Linked DNA regions of Manis pentadactyla: region 2 is linked to region 1. Evidence: chromatin contacts called from public Hi-C data. All regions are on one chromosome and are shown on one strand. The core of a region is the stretch at or near the end of the contact, and the rest is flanking DNA. Distances in the headings are between cores, read along the strand shown.

Region 1 (6,971 bases), core at 2,629-5,128:
ACGCCCTAGAGGATCACCCTTGAAATCAAGAAAAGGTTTGGAGTCCGCAGGTGAAGGAAGTTTTTCACTCCAAAAAGAAGCTGTACAAAAGCCTGTGGCCATTAGGAAGCCACAGGCTCAAAGAGCAAGACACCCAGCCTATAATCTGGGACAGCTCAATGGCATCTGCCCAAGGAGACTGGACACTAATACATGCTGGACAGTGACAGCAGCAATCTTAACAAGCAAAACATCATTATCCAATTTCTAGTTCATGTTTGTGCCAAGGTCTGAAAATAGGAACACTAGTTGTACTGTCAATCAACAACATCTAATGAGTACTTCTTGAGAGCAGAACTGGAACTTGCAGGGGAGAGAAGAAATGATGACCTAAAACTCTGAGGAGAGACACAAAATGTTTTTAAAAAGTAAAAACAACTCAGGGAATCAGTTGTAATCAACACATGAAGGTCAGAAACAACAAACTGAATTGTATAGAGATGGAACTGGGATGTTTAATGCAAGATTCATGGGATGTTATCAAAATATCACTTTATCTTTTGGCCTTTGCCATCTTTTAAAAATATTTATTGGGAAGGGATAATCTCCTGTCCCTGACTGGAAAATTGGGCAGACTCCCTGACTTTTTGGTTCATTCTTTGATAATTGGCAATCTTTTAAGTAAGAATCATTTTAAGTCAAAAAAGAGTCTTGATTTAGTAATCAAAATGTTTCCAGTTCAAGACAGTAATCAAATCAATCAGAGTTCATTCTAAGGTACCAGTCTGACTTCTTCTCCTCCTCCCCACTTAAGGCCTCCTATGGCTGGTAGCTTCCTGCCTTCAATTTTTGCCTCAATTTATCTCCTTCCCCATAGGTAACTGCTTTTGGACCTGCTGTGTAAAAGTGGGAGGAGGCAGGACAGCCAGGAGACCAGAGCAGTTCTGTTTTGATAGATGACGCTGTACTACCTGGGTCTGGCAGGTGGCGTCAACTGACTCTTCTTTCTGTATGATACTTTTACAGGTTCTTTGTAAAGTCTCATCAGAGACCTCTCACTTGAGTCCCTTTGCAAAACAGATGCAGGGGTTTGCTGGCAACAATCTCTGTGGGTTCTAGGATTCCTGTATTCATCTCTAGCTTTGGGCCACTAGGTCCTTCCACACCTCCAGACAGATAGGCCAAAAGCAACCCCATGCTGACTGTCTACTAAATGGCCAAGATCTGTCCCAGGGACACATTACACATCTGTCATCCCTGCCTAATCTGGGAATGCTGGCAGATCCCAGTGCCCCCCATCTCTGCCTTGCACTATTGCCTTCTTTAGTCTTTGGGCAAAAGTAAGTGCAGTTCTCTGTGTTTTAACAACTCTCTGGTCCCACAGAAGTGCCTCTTTAGGCGTGAGGAGGAGGTTGAAGCCCTAGCACAGCTTCTCCCTCTGGGTGGGAAGGGAATGGGCACTCAACAACTCAAGCATATTTCCCCCGAGGAACCTCTTCACAGACCCTCCCTCTCTATGCTCTCTGGATCTCACCAAGCACAATTGTTCTTCAACATTGACTTGTATGTGAAAACTGTTGATGTAATTATCTTTAAATTGCAATTACTTGAAAATCTGTCTCTGACCCTTAACAATAGGGAAATGTATCTCTCCACGCCTGTCTTCCTTGCACTGCTGAGCACAGAGCATGCAGCGAAGCAGGTTTTCAGTAAATGTTTGATGAATGTATAAATGAGCCAGTCTGAAAACTCCTCTGCTTGTGCAGCAGATCCTCAGAGACACTATGAAATAATCTCATGGATGGCTTGTTTTATCACTGCCTGAGAGACTAATCATTCTTACAAAGATGTTGGGAGTGTCCCACAATTTTTATACTTTAGCATTTGCCAACCAGGAAATTTTGAGAGAAGAGACAACACAGAAAACATATTCATCCCTATGGATAAAATGAGAGTTCCTGTGGCCAGGATTCTCACCTAGCCGTGGCTGACTAGCTCACTGCACATATGTGGGCAATACATGGCTGTTGACTCTATAAAAAGAACTCCGACGGTGCACTGGGCGCGACATGGTGGCAGGGCTGCAGGGCTGCCAGGCTGCAGGAGAGCAGAGCAGAGGCTGGAGGGTGGCAGCCCCAACGACAGAGGCCCAGAGGACAGCCTTGCGGGACGACTGTGCGGACAGAGGGGCCCAGAGGCAGAGACCAGCGTGCTGCATGCAGACTTGCTCTGAGTGAACAGGATTCTAGTGACTGACCTGCCACTGTGAGAATAAAGTTGGGTATAACCCTTTCACCCCCAAGAACGCTTTGCTGTCATTTTCTTTGGTCACCCTGACTCCATAGCGAATTTGCCCAGGGCTGAAACCCATTGGCAAGGCAATCCCTTCTCTAGAAAGGAAGAAATGGACATATAAACATGAGATAATTCAGGTTTTAAAAATACTTATGGGATATCAAATCAAGGCTTCTCAGAAAAAAATTTCCTTCAAAGCTGCAGGAACTGTGGATAGTATCCGAGTTCTTCACTTCAAAACCCTAAGGCTGTACAAAATGATAAAGAAACAAAAAATTAGATTAAAAATAATTGGCGAAATGTTGATTTGTTAAATATAGGTGATGAATATAAGGATATCATAATAGGATATAATCATACTATTCTTTCTAGTGTTTTGGTAAGCTTGACCATTTTTATAATATAAATAACTTTTAAAAACTAAAGCTAGGAGTCAGCACTGTCTTTACCATGCTCTAGGAAGGAGGCACCAGAAGCAAAAATGAAACAGGAACTGTGTAGGCTTTGCCATCTTCTAATTAATCCTTCACAGGTCCCACAATATGGTAGTATTCTAATAGCCGTAAAGGTGTTCTTATTTGGACTAGGGAGTAAAAATTTTGGAAGTTGAATTTTTTGCTTAGGAATTAGGTGGATTCAGAATTTATAGAAATAGAAGGATATTTAAAGATTATTTCAGCCAATTCCCTCATTTTACAAATGAGAAAACTGGTGCCCAAAGAAGTGGAATGAAGGAACTATCAGTCTCAGAGCCGGGCACATGACACTGAGCAAGAGCGGCCAAGGCATGGAACCTCAGAGAAGGGGGCTGCCGCCCTGCAGGGACAGTGCTTTCATCTGCTGCTCCTTGGCCCCTATCATTTCTGCTGTGTACAGGGGGGGAACCTCCTCCTTTTGTTCTGAGGATTCTCTGAGACAGAGCAGTGGACCCACTAGAGCTAGACTTAATAAGATGAAATCCAGAGAAGCAGTTACCAACCCCTCAACAGGTCTTACTGGATCTAGAGAGTGGGTGACTTAGCAGCCTGGACCAATAGCATCGTTGAATGGAATTTACTATATCTCTGAGTCTTATCTGATTAATTCCCCAGCCAAGTAAGACCCAAGGGGAGATCCTTAGGGGAGAATATACCACTGGGCTATTAATGTGAGTCACACAGTTCTAGACACATGCATGGGAGTTTGAGAGGTTCTGACTTAAATTAAGTTAAGTCTGGACAAGATGTGTATGTAGGTGGCTTGGTTTTTCCTATGATCTTCTCTGCTGGCTGCCAGAAAGGATTTATGTTCACAGAACAAATCCCCTCTCCCAGGCCCCCGTCATTTTGGATCAGCACCAACACAAGTATCTCTTGCCTTTGTGTTTGGAGGTTCAAATGTTCTTGACGCCCTAACAGATTCTGGTTTAGAAGCAATGGCAGTGGGCACAGAATCAAACTGTTTCCATTTGCTGAGTTGCATCAAATGCTACAGGGTAGCTTTGCGGGTGGGCGAACCCTAGCCTCCACATAATTTCATTCAGGTTCCTTCAAGCTTTCCCAAGTAAATCTTGAATGAAACACAGTGTAGTTGATATGTAGATACAGCTTCAGATCAACTCCCCAGACTCCATCCCAATCCAAGGTCTGCCCTGAAACCCCCTTCCACAGAGCCGCCTATGAGCAAAGCAGCCCTTTAATACAGAGGCTGGGACTGGTGGCTTGCAGGCTGAAAGTTGCCTGATTTTAAAAATGACTGGTTTTGTTGTTTGTTTATTTTAATGTGGACTACATTTGCAGTTTGGGAGAATTCACTTTTGTAGAAAAAACTTGGCATTCAGTTCTTTTGAAAAATTGGACAATCTCACCATAGCAGAGTGGCAGGAGGTAAGAGACACAGTCCTGCATAGAACAAATCCTTTGAGTTTGGACCGCGGAGGAGGCTCGCTTCATAGCAAGTTTTCCCTTCGCTGATGGGTGTTAACTGTCTGGGCGGCGCTGGCCTCTCACACCCGTCAGACTGCTGCTTAGGCCAAGCTTCGGGAAGCAGGTACTGGGCACTTGGTCAAATAGGCTACTGGGTGGATCTCTGCTCGAACGGTAGGCCTGTGTGCGCCACTCTGCCCTTTCCATGTGCTGTGCACCTCTCGCTTCGCTGTGTTCACGCTTTGCTTGCGAAGCCCGTCTCTCCGAGGTGTCGGCATGACTGGGCAGGAAGGGCTGTTAGCATTCACACCTTTCTCAGGCGTCCACAACTGAGTCACACCTTTGGGGCGGTCGTTTTCATCCTTGGCACAGCTCCGTGGAGGGAGGGTGCACAGCACCCAGGAGGCGCCAGAGGAACACAGATGCGTTCCAATACTATGACCAATGCTCTAAGGCTCTTTTCTCTGCCAAGGAACTTCAGTTACTACAAGTGCAGCCTCCCGAGCAGCGGATTAGTGCAGCGAGTCTGGGAGCGACGCGGGCACGAGGCGCGCGGCCGCGCAGCAGAGAGCATGGACGGACCCGGCAGCGAGGCCCGGGACGGGCGCCAGCCCCGCCCTGAGCTTTCTTCGAGGCTGCGTCCGAGAGGGCCACGCTGCGCCTGTGCGCAGAGCCTCTGGGTGAGGAGCGAGCAATCGCCTCAGCGGCCCGTCGAACGGGAACGGTTTCCCAGGTCTGCGCAGGCGCAGCCCCCTACGGACGCTGACCGGCGCGCAGGCGCTGGTCTAGCCGCGCCTCACAGTCCGCACGCCGCGGGCCGCGGGAGACAGCTTCTGTTTCCGGGTCACGCGTTGACAGCGGCTGTCTCCGCCCCGCTCAGCCCCGCGGCCCGGTGAGTGCGGCCCTCGCGGCGGGTACACCTGCCCCGGGCACCCTCGCCCGGGCCTCCACGCCCAGCAGTGCTTCCTCCGCTTCCCTCAGGCTGAGACGTAGCTCCGGGCCCGGGGAGGTCCGGGAGGGAGTCGGTCGGACTTGGGGCTCTCCGAGCGCGCATTGAGCGACCGCCGTGCAGGGCCGGCCCCGGGAGGCCTTCGGGGTTGCTGCGGTCTTTAGGGAGCCCAAGCAGAGAGCGCCGGCACACGTTCTCGCTCGATGCTCTTGCCGTTGGCCCCTCGGCGGGACGGAGCTCGGCGAGTCCGACCGGCAGGCGCGGCGGGGCTGGGGACTGTCGCCGCTTCCGCACTCTGCTCCTTGCTTCGCAGTGAAACCTCTTGTGTTTTCTTTGGATCGGAAGCGACAGCGAGGGAGGGAGACAGGGCTTTCAGCTCCAGCAGAGGAAAGAGGCCACTTGGGGCAAACCGCACGGGCTGCTGTCCAGAGAGAGGCCGAGTTTAGAATTCCTTGACCCTTCCTGACAGTGAATGTGGTCAGTCTGCCGCCAAGCTTCGCTCTTCACCAGCTTAGAGGCGGCAGTCGAGAACAACTAGTCATATGCTGAGTTAGGAGTTATTAGCCTGGAGTCCAAGAGCGCCCCGAAAATGACTGCAGGTTTTAGTTCCTTCAGACTGGCTCAGAAATGGTTAATAGAACCACCACAGTCTAAGCCTTACACTTTAGATGCGCTTGTCTTCTGCCCCCATTCTTGGAATCGCCGACTCAAATGCACCTGTCTTCTTTTTCCTTTTTCCTTGCAGCAAAGAAGTGTGAGATACAAACCCTTGTTTCTGAGTTTAGTGGCTATTGGAGAGACTAAAACATATGCCAAGCTAAACTGTCCAGCAAATTTCAGAGACACATGTAAACAAATGTGTAAGCTTATTCATTCATAATGAAGTAAGGGAGAAAATACCCAATTTTAATCATCGATACCTTTGAATTGAATTTTAAACTTCATTCTGTTCATTAGTACTTTATATACCTTAGACAAAAATAGCTACTGATTAGCAAGATAGAACTATTAGAGTTTATAGGATATTACATAGTGTATAAGGGGATACTCCTTCACAAAACCAAAGCAAAAAGTACATAGTATGAAGAGACCAAAATAATTTTAGGATTTTTCCCTTAGTAATCATCATATGTGTAATGTGTTTAATTATAGCAAGTCTTGAATTTTTTTAGGATCCAAACTAATAAGTTTTACATTAGCTCAAGTATTTATGGAGAACCTGCCATATGCCAAGCACTATTGAAAACACTACTGTATTTACCTCCAAGTTTAAAAAGTATAGTTTAATAAGAACAGGGATTCCCTCACCTAGAGAGCTGATGCTGCATGCTATATTTTCTTTACATTTTTTAATATATGCTTTTTCATAGAAATGCTCCATGTTGTTTGCTATAATTTTGTAGGTTCCCCAACTAGTAGATGGCTCTTATACAGCCAAAATTTTCATCATAGTTGAATTTAAGTATGTTGCATTATTTGCTTCATCCGTCCCAGAACTCTTTATCATGTTGTGGTTCCAGCATACATTTACTCCAGTCTATCTCTCAGTTGTCATGAACAGCCAATTATTAAATTTTTAAATTAATTTCTCACTCTTAAATCTGCTGGTTTTCCTACAGCTGCAAGCATATGTCACTGAACTTTGAATTTTTTTCTAACTTTATATAGATGATGCCAGAGTAATTATAGTTTTGCATTCCTTATTTTAGAATATTACTTCAAATATTTCCCTTTTTTTTTTTCCTTTGCTGAAGACGTTTTAAAGTGTTTCACAGACACCATGTTTTATTAACAGGTGTATTTGCTCCAGAGCCTTTTCCCTCTTTTTGGGCAGGTAGTGATCA
Region 2 (7,079 bases), core at 1,077-3,576, 370 kb after region 1:
TATCTATGAGGCATCTTTGTATGAATGTACTGATATATGTTCATATACTGGCTGAATGGATTTTTTTCCTATTGTCCCATCTACTTTTTTCCAAGTCAGCATGTCTTGGTGTATAAAGTCCCAAAGCTTGGGAATCAGATCTGGGAGGTGGGGATGAGCAGCCCTGAGAGGCACTGGAGGCATTCCCATGGAGGCAGGACAACCACTTTGGCTGCTGAGGGCATTGCAGCATCACATGAGGGGTGGGGCTAGCTGCCCCTGAGGTCCCTTTAATCCCAGAGAATCTGATAGTAACCTAGTGACCCAGACACCTTTACTGCTGCGGCTGCTTGATGCACTTAGATGGTGTGACTTTGTGGTGATGTGGCATCATGTTCGTGCGGATGGCCTCTAGGCAGTGAGGTCTAATAACTGTGTGCTCCTGGGCACATCTTTGCCTCAGTTTCCTCATCTGTAAAATACCACAGTTATAGCCATTAAGGGTTGTCATGAGGATGGAGGCGCTCACAAATGCGGAAGCCCTTGGGGTGTGGCATGCAGGTGCTCAGCCAGTGCTGGTGGCTGTCCTCAAGGCTCACATGGTTCTGGTCGGGGGATACGGTCAGAAGCACCCAGGTCTTCAGACTACCCACCTGGCTCTAGGGGTCAGTCTCAACTGTATCTCCAGCTCCCAGCCTTGCTCCTGACCTAAAATTCCCCTGATGGAGGGAGGCACTCATGCCCTGGAAGGTCTATTCCACAGTCAGTTCAGCTGGATTCAGGGCCACCCTGGCCAGACCTCATTCCCACTCTGACAGCTTTGGCCTCAGCCAGGGTTCCCCCAGCTGGGCCTGTGGAAGACACAGACAATTAATACCAAATTTTGAGGCGTCCTTTTTTCCTGGACCAGCCAGTGACACTCTCCTTTATTCCCTAAACTAACCAGAGTCTGAGAAATGTTCACAAGTTGCCAGGCTGGGGAGGATGAGGATTTGCCTGTCAGGGACTTAGCAGCCTGCTTCTGGGTTGTGCAAATAAAGCTGATGCAAATGAAGCGGCCATTCCTGCGCCTTCTCCCTTTGACTGGACTTCCTTCCTGGAGGAAAGAGCCAGGCTTACTCCTCAGTTGCGTTTCTGGTGTGAGTCCCTTGCCAGGCGGCTTGCCCCAGGCCAACCTTTCCACCCAGGAGGCCCCACACTTGGTCTCATTTCCGCACAGCAAGGGGTTGGGGGTCCCCATTAATCTACCACAGGGGCTCCACCTGGGTGTGGACAGGAAGCCTCAGAATTATAGTCTGCAAACTGTAAGGGATTATCAGATCCAAGTCCATTATTTCAAAGATGAGAAAACTGAAGACAAAGAGAGAGAGAGTTGTTAAGAGCACACTGGCTGAGGGGCACATGCTCACCCCCAGAAAAAATACCTGTAGAATGGTCTCAATGGTCCATCAGCTCTGCCTTTTTCAATGAGTTTTCAGTTTTGAGAGGGCTGAGAATCTCCATGCAGTGCGCCCTCTGGAAAGGGCATTTTACTTAGCAGACCTTACCATCTTACCTTTATTATTGGGGGAAATCTTGGCAGCCCCAAGTTGTTGTACCTTTGGGCTTGGACTTGGGAAGAAAGGAGCCCTGAGAAGCGTCACCCCTCTCTGGGAGGGGTCCTCAGGGAGAGGGGGTAAGTAGGGGATGAAAGGAACGGGGCTGTGGGCCCCAGGAAAAGAAGGGTGGGTCCTTCGGCTGCCTCTAAGGGGCTTAGCCTCTCCCTGGCCCCATAAACCTGCAAGCTATGGGACCCTGAAACATGTAAAACCTGAGATGCTGACTCAGTAAGAGTTAGGGACTCATTTGCATAATATTTCTAGGGTGATTTAGCATGTCAGTCCAGCTTGACGGTAATAAAAACAGCCTTGTTTTTGACCCATGCCTCCTGTAACTCTCTTTCCAATGACCCTAATGCTTGCTCAAGCACTTACTGTTTGTCACACTTGTAATGATCATCTCATTATGTTCCTTGCTCATGCTAAGCACCAGCAGTTCAAAGATGAAGCCAGTCTGTAGCCCCCTGGGGGGTCAGGCCTGTGGCTTAAAGGTAGGTGGGTATTTGGAGGGCATCGCCCAAAGATAAGCCCATGCATGCTCCTAATTTAGACAGAGAATCCCCCAAACTAGGCCCACACGCTGTGCCTGCTTTCACGACCTATTTTCTAGCTACAAAGAGCTAGCATTACCTGTTCTAAACATCTGGCATTACCTGCCGGCTGAGTCACCTTCCCTCCAGCTTCAAACAGCTGTTGGATTCCACCCTCTCTCCACCTCCTACCCATCTGCGGTCCCTCCCTCCCCTCTTTTCTTCCTGGATGGATCTGGAGGTACCAGAGCCACAAGTTCTGATGTTTTTAAAAGGACCAGCCTGGGAAATAAGGTTCATTTGAGAGCTGAGACATTCACCTTGACTCTAGTAGAAGTCCAACAGCCAATCCCCTTTTGGCTCCAACTGGGCAACATGAAGACTGGTGTGTCCCTGATAGTGGCCATGCTCTGCGGCCTGGCCTGGGCTGGTGAGTTGCTGTCTGATGGGGGTGGGAGGGGTCCTGCATAAAGAAGCAGAAAGTTGGGGAACTTGGTAGAGGGGAGGGCAGTGGGACAAGGGAGAGTCAGCTCTATCCTAAAGCCCCGTGGCTTAGACCTGCCCTTGTCTGAGGTCGGGAGTTGCCTCTGGAGTGGAGCCGACTGTGTAAAGGGAGTTGCAGGACTGAGGCCTAATGGTAGGGATACCTTGGAAGGCCGGCCACAAACATCCTTTAGTCCACCCTGACTTTTGATCTCACTAAGACTTTGTTTTCCCAAGCCACTTATGGGATAAAGCTGGGGCTGCCCTTGCCACTCCCTCCAGTGCTAGGGATAGGTGAGGTGTTCTGGGTACATTTTCTCAGGGTGAGGAGCTGGGCAGGCTCAGGAAGAAACTGGAAAAGCCTTGACCGAGGTGGGCCGCATGCTACCTGGGGATGCACGAGAGGTCAGAGGAATTTGTCCCAGTGTTAGGGGAGTTAAAGCACAGAGAAGAGCCTGTTACTAGAGGTACAGGGAGGGAACCAAAAGAAAAGGAACACTTTCCTGCTTCATAGCTGGGTGAGATGCAGGTGCTGGTGTGTTAGGTGGTGGCTAATGGGTGGGTGGGAATGAGTGCCCAAGGAAGAGGCGGAGCTGAGGGGTGGAGGGAGAATCCTCCCCTGCCCAGAGAAGAACGAATCAGAGCTTGATACGCATCCCACCCAACCCAGGTTGTTCCTACATAGGACTGTTGTAAGGATTAAGTAAGATAATGCGTCAGAAGCACCCCACATGTGAAATCTCAATGTACTGTGGTTTTGATTTAAATATACGATTATTTATATATTTTTATATAAATAATATGTACATTTTAGAGTCATTTCTGGAAAGGTTGTGGATAAGGAGACCTTAATGGGATTCCTAAATGGAAAACTGTGCTGGGGAGAGCTGTTCCCAGTCCTCCCAACACAGGATGGAATTGGGTATCTCTACTCCAGCCCGCCTGCGGAGCAGCCAAGAATCAGCTCTGCCAGGGCTCTGGGTGGCCGAGAGCCTGTGGTAGAGAGGGGTGTGCACACGTAAGATATTCTACCTTAATGTGAAGGAGTGGCAGCTGGACTGGCACATCCCAGCCTCAGGAGAGGAGGGCAACTCCAGACATTTGGACTCCGGGGAAGTCAGGGTCCAGTGGGTGATGCTTCCTGCTTTCCTAAGATGGGAGGGAAGAGGCTCTGCTCCTGTCTAGCCTATTTCCGACATCTCAGAACTCAGATGCAAGAACATGAACCCCATGGAGGAGTCACTGCCAGCCTCAAGTCTTTGGCTGTTTCGAGTGAACTGAGGCAGGATGCTGGTCCTGAAAATGACTCTTCGTGGTTGACTAAGTCTTCACGGAAACGGCGTGTGGGGCATGGATGCTGGAGCCCCCACCATCAGAAGGCTGAGCGCCGACACGGCAGGGACATCCAGGCTTGGGGCCAGGCTCTTTCACTGGGCAGTATGGGTAGGGAGTGGGCATTCCAGCATGTTGGTTTTGGAAGGTACGGAAACATTTAGCATTTCTTGGGAAACGGGGTGGCTAAGCTCTTCAGTGGGGAATGGAGGGAGAATCTGAGAGAAAAGAGGCCCAAATGAAGAAAGGCAGGGAGTCAGAGAGATGAGGCCGAGGGACAAAGGACCGACATGTGCTGGAGCAGCGATTCAGGTGCCTGGCTGGTGTGCAAGGCACATGGAGTGTTTGTGTGAGTGGGTGATACAGGGCAGGGGTGCCGGAGTGAAGAGTCAGGGTGCCTAGTCACCTGAGTGTCCCCAGAACAGCATGGTGAGGTGCCTATTAGGAGAAGTCCATCCCACCCCTCCCCTTAGCCCTCTACTTCCAAGGTCATCTTGAGGCAGACCAAGCTTACAGGGAAGTGTGAAGAGTCCCTGGAAGGGACTTCTTGTTAGGGACAAAGTTCTTGAACAGAGATGAGAAAGTCCACTCATTGGGCCAGTGCAGGGTGTTCTGAGCACCACAGAGCTGGCTATTCACTTGCCAGCCCTTCTCAACTGGTGCCAACTGCTGGAATGGAGTGAATTCTTTCCTTGGACTCTGCTGATCTGGCCCATTATAAATCTCGCCCTGATTTGTCTGAATTCTCTCCTTTGGATTCTGGGTGTACTGCCAGGCTGACTGGGCAGGCAGTGGACAGAGCCTTCCTCAAGGACTGAAAATTGCTCCTTAAGATCTTTGCATTCAGGTTCCAGTGGAGCATCATTTAAGATTCAAGAGGAGTTCCCCAGGGCTTGAAGGGCCAAGTGGCCTTAAGCCTGTTTTTTTCTAGGGACAATACACTGGATCAGAGGCCTGCTTTCCTAGCTGAATTGGAGGCCTTGTACACAAGTGTGAAATTGCCTCAGGACCTGGGTTAACTTTACCTCTTTGATGTAAAGAACACAGACTCAGCAATGATGTCAGTTAGTAACATAAATGCGCTGACACCCTGGCCCAAGGGATGGCCCAGCTGAGACCCAGCGAGGTCAGGAATGCTGCCAGAGAAGGGTGCTCCAGCCAGTCTGAATGCATGCCACCTGGAGGACAGGCATGGAATACTGACATTGCTTATCCATCCGACAAACGTGTATATGGTGCTACTCTGTGTCATGCACTGTACTACGTGCTTTACAGATATTAAGTCATTTAACTTTTATAAATATTCTATGAAATGGGCTCCATTATTATCACAGTTTTACAGATAAGTAAACTGAGGCACAGAAAGTCAAATGACTTGCCCAAGATCATAAAGCTAGAAAGTGGCAAGACCAGAATTCCAGCTCCACGCAGTTGGTTCTTGCCCTCTCTGCTCTGCCACCCTTGGTGGCACAGTATAAAATCTAACCCCAGAATCCAAATTGGTAACTAAACTCATAGCCCTAATGTTCACCTCCAACCCAACCCAGGCTTAAATCGAGACACTATACCTGTGTGGGATCACAACCAGAACCAAGTCCCAAATCTAATCTAATGCAAAACTGGAATATTTTCTCAATCCTGAATGCAGTCTTAAACCTAGCCCCCTCCTCTACCCAAACAGCAATACAAAGCTGTTACTTTACCAATAAATTTACCTCAAGCCCAACCTTAACTGTAGCTCTTAATCCTAACCTGACTAACCCTAACCCAGTTCAAATTATGTTTCAGTTTCCTCATTCATACAGATTCCGATATTCACAGTAACTGCCTCTGATCTTGACATTCTCTGTAACCCACAGCCTGACCCCCTAAACCCAGCCCCTCTCTATATCCAAACCTCAGGGACCTCAAATGGAAACAAAGGCTTTGTTATTACCCTTCAAGCAGAGAGAGGAAGGAAAGGGCCCCGGCGCCAGCCGTCATCCAGGCGCGAGCCCTGCACGGTCTGTTGTGGGGCGGGGGCTGGGGGTGGGCTTGACTTGGTAGAAGGGCTGGTGGGTTTGGATCATTTCTGTCAGAATTTCTTGTCTTATACCCTTGTGACCAAAAGCTTGCTTCTGCCAGCCATCTGTTGGAGCAAGGGGTGTGGCCTGTGGTTACATAACAGATCCTAGTCCGTAACCCAGTTCTCACCTATACCCACCTCATCCCCCACCCCGCACACAAATGAACCTGAACGCATTCCAAAGACTCAAAGAAACTGGAAGACATGACACAGGGAAGCAGGCTGAGAGGAGCCAGATGAAGGGGAGGGGAGAATAAAACAGCAGAAGATATAAAAGGGACAGGAGGAGAGGAGGGGGTACGTCAAAGGGGAGAGGCAGGTGGGATTACTGGAGCGCAGCAACTCACCTTCATGTGCATGACAGTGACTGATGGCCTGTGGGATTTTTTTTGGTTTATTTGAATTTTTTACAAAATGGAACTTTTCATGTAAAAAATGAAGGCTTCTCTTGAAAAACTGGAGGCTCTGGCAAGACTGAGCCTGCCTCTCAACATGGATGGAGCTGATGGTGGCTTCCAGTTGCAGGCAGGGCCTGGCTCCCGGGCTTGTCATGGTCCTCACCTCCACCACCTCCCTGCTTCTTTACTCATTTACGCTACAGTCTAGCCCCAGCAGGCATGTGAGTTTGTGATACTGGTCTACACTATGAGCCCTGAAAGACCTGGTGGGTGGTGGGCAGTGGGGATGATGCATATGCTACACACGGGAAGCTGTGCATGCACTTCTCCCTTTCAGAGTAATGACCTTCTCTGCTGAGCGGGGGCCCCTGCCCCCATATCTGAACCCTCCTGCAGGGGGTACGTTGATGAGGAGAATAGTATTCCCAAAGAACTGAGTTTGTGGACCTTACTGCCCATAGGAAAGATGGAGTCATGTGCATTCTGCTGTAATGAGAAACTTAACCGGAAGGCTGAGTGCCAGAGTGACCGCCGGTGTCTCCAGCATGGGGACTGCTGTGAGGACTGCGAGCACCTGTGTACCAGTGAGGCTTCTCTGGGGTGGTGGGTCCGGAAGGCATGGGTGGCTGCTGGCTTGGGTGTCCAGAGCAGTGTTCAGGACAGATGACGGGGTTCAAAAGGCCAGAAAAAGAAC

Evidence for each region. Hi-C and Micro-C count contacts between places; a contact is called where the count stands out from the background.
Region 2: a contact with region 1 is called in a Hi-C map of fibroblasts, with 4 times the contacts expected there. The contact joins the promoter of ENDOU here to the promoter of ASB8 in region 1. A contact is called at or near these places in 2 of 3 Hi-C or Micro-C datasets (fibroblasts and skin fibroblasts).

The regions. Positions count from the first base shown.
Region 1 is chr10:105,425,645-105,432,615 of mManPen7.hap1, forward strand. It overlaps ASB8 (ankyrin repeat and SOCS box containing 8), which reads left to right and starts at 3,879. Exons shown (of 4, transcript XM_036904744.2): 1 at 3,879-5,070.
Region 2 is chr10:105,798,090-105,805,168 of mManPen7.hap1, forward strand. It overlaps ENDOU (endonuclease, poly(U) specific), which reads left to right and starts at 2,327. Exons shown (of 10, transcript XM_036904717.2): 1 at 2,327-2,537; 2 at 6,847-6,969. The coding sequence starts at 2,483.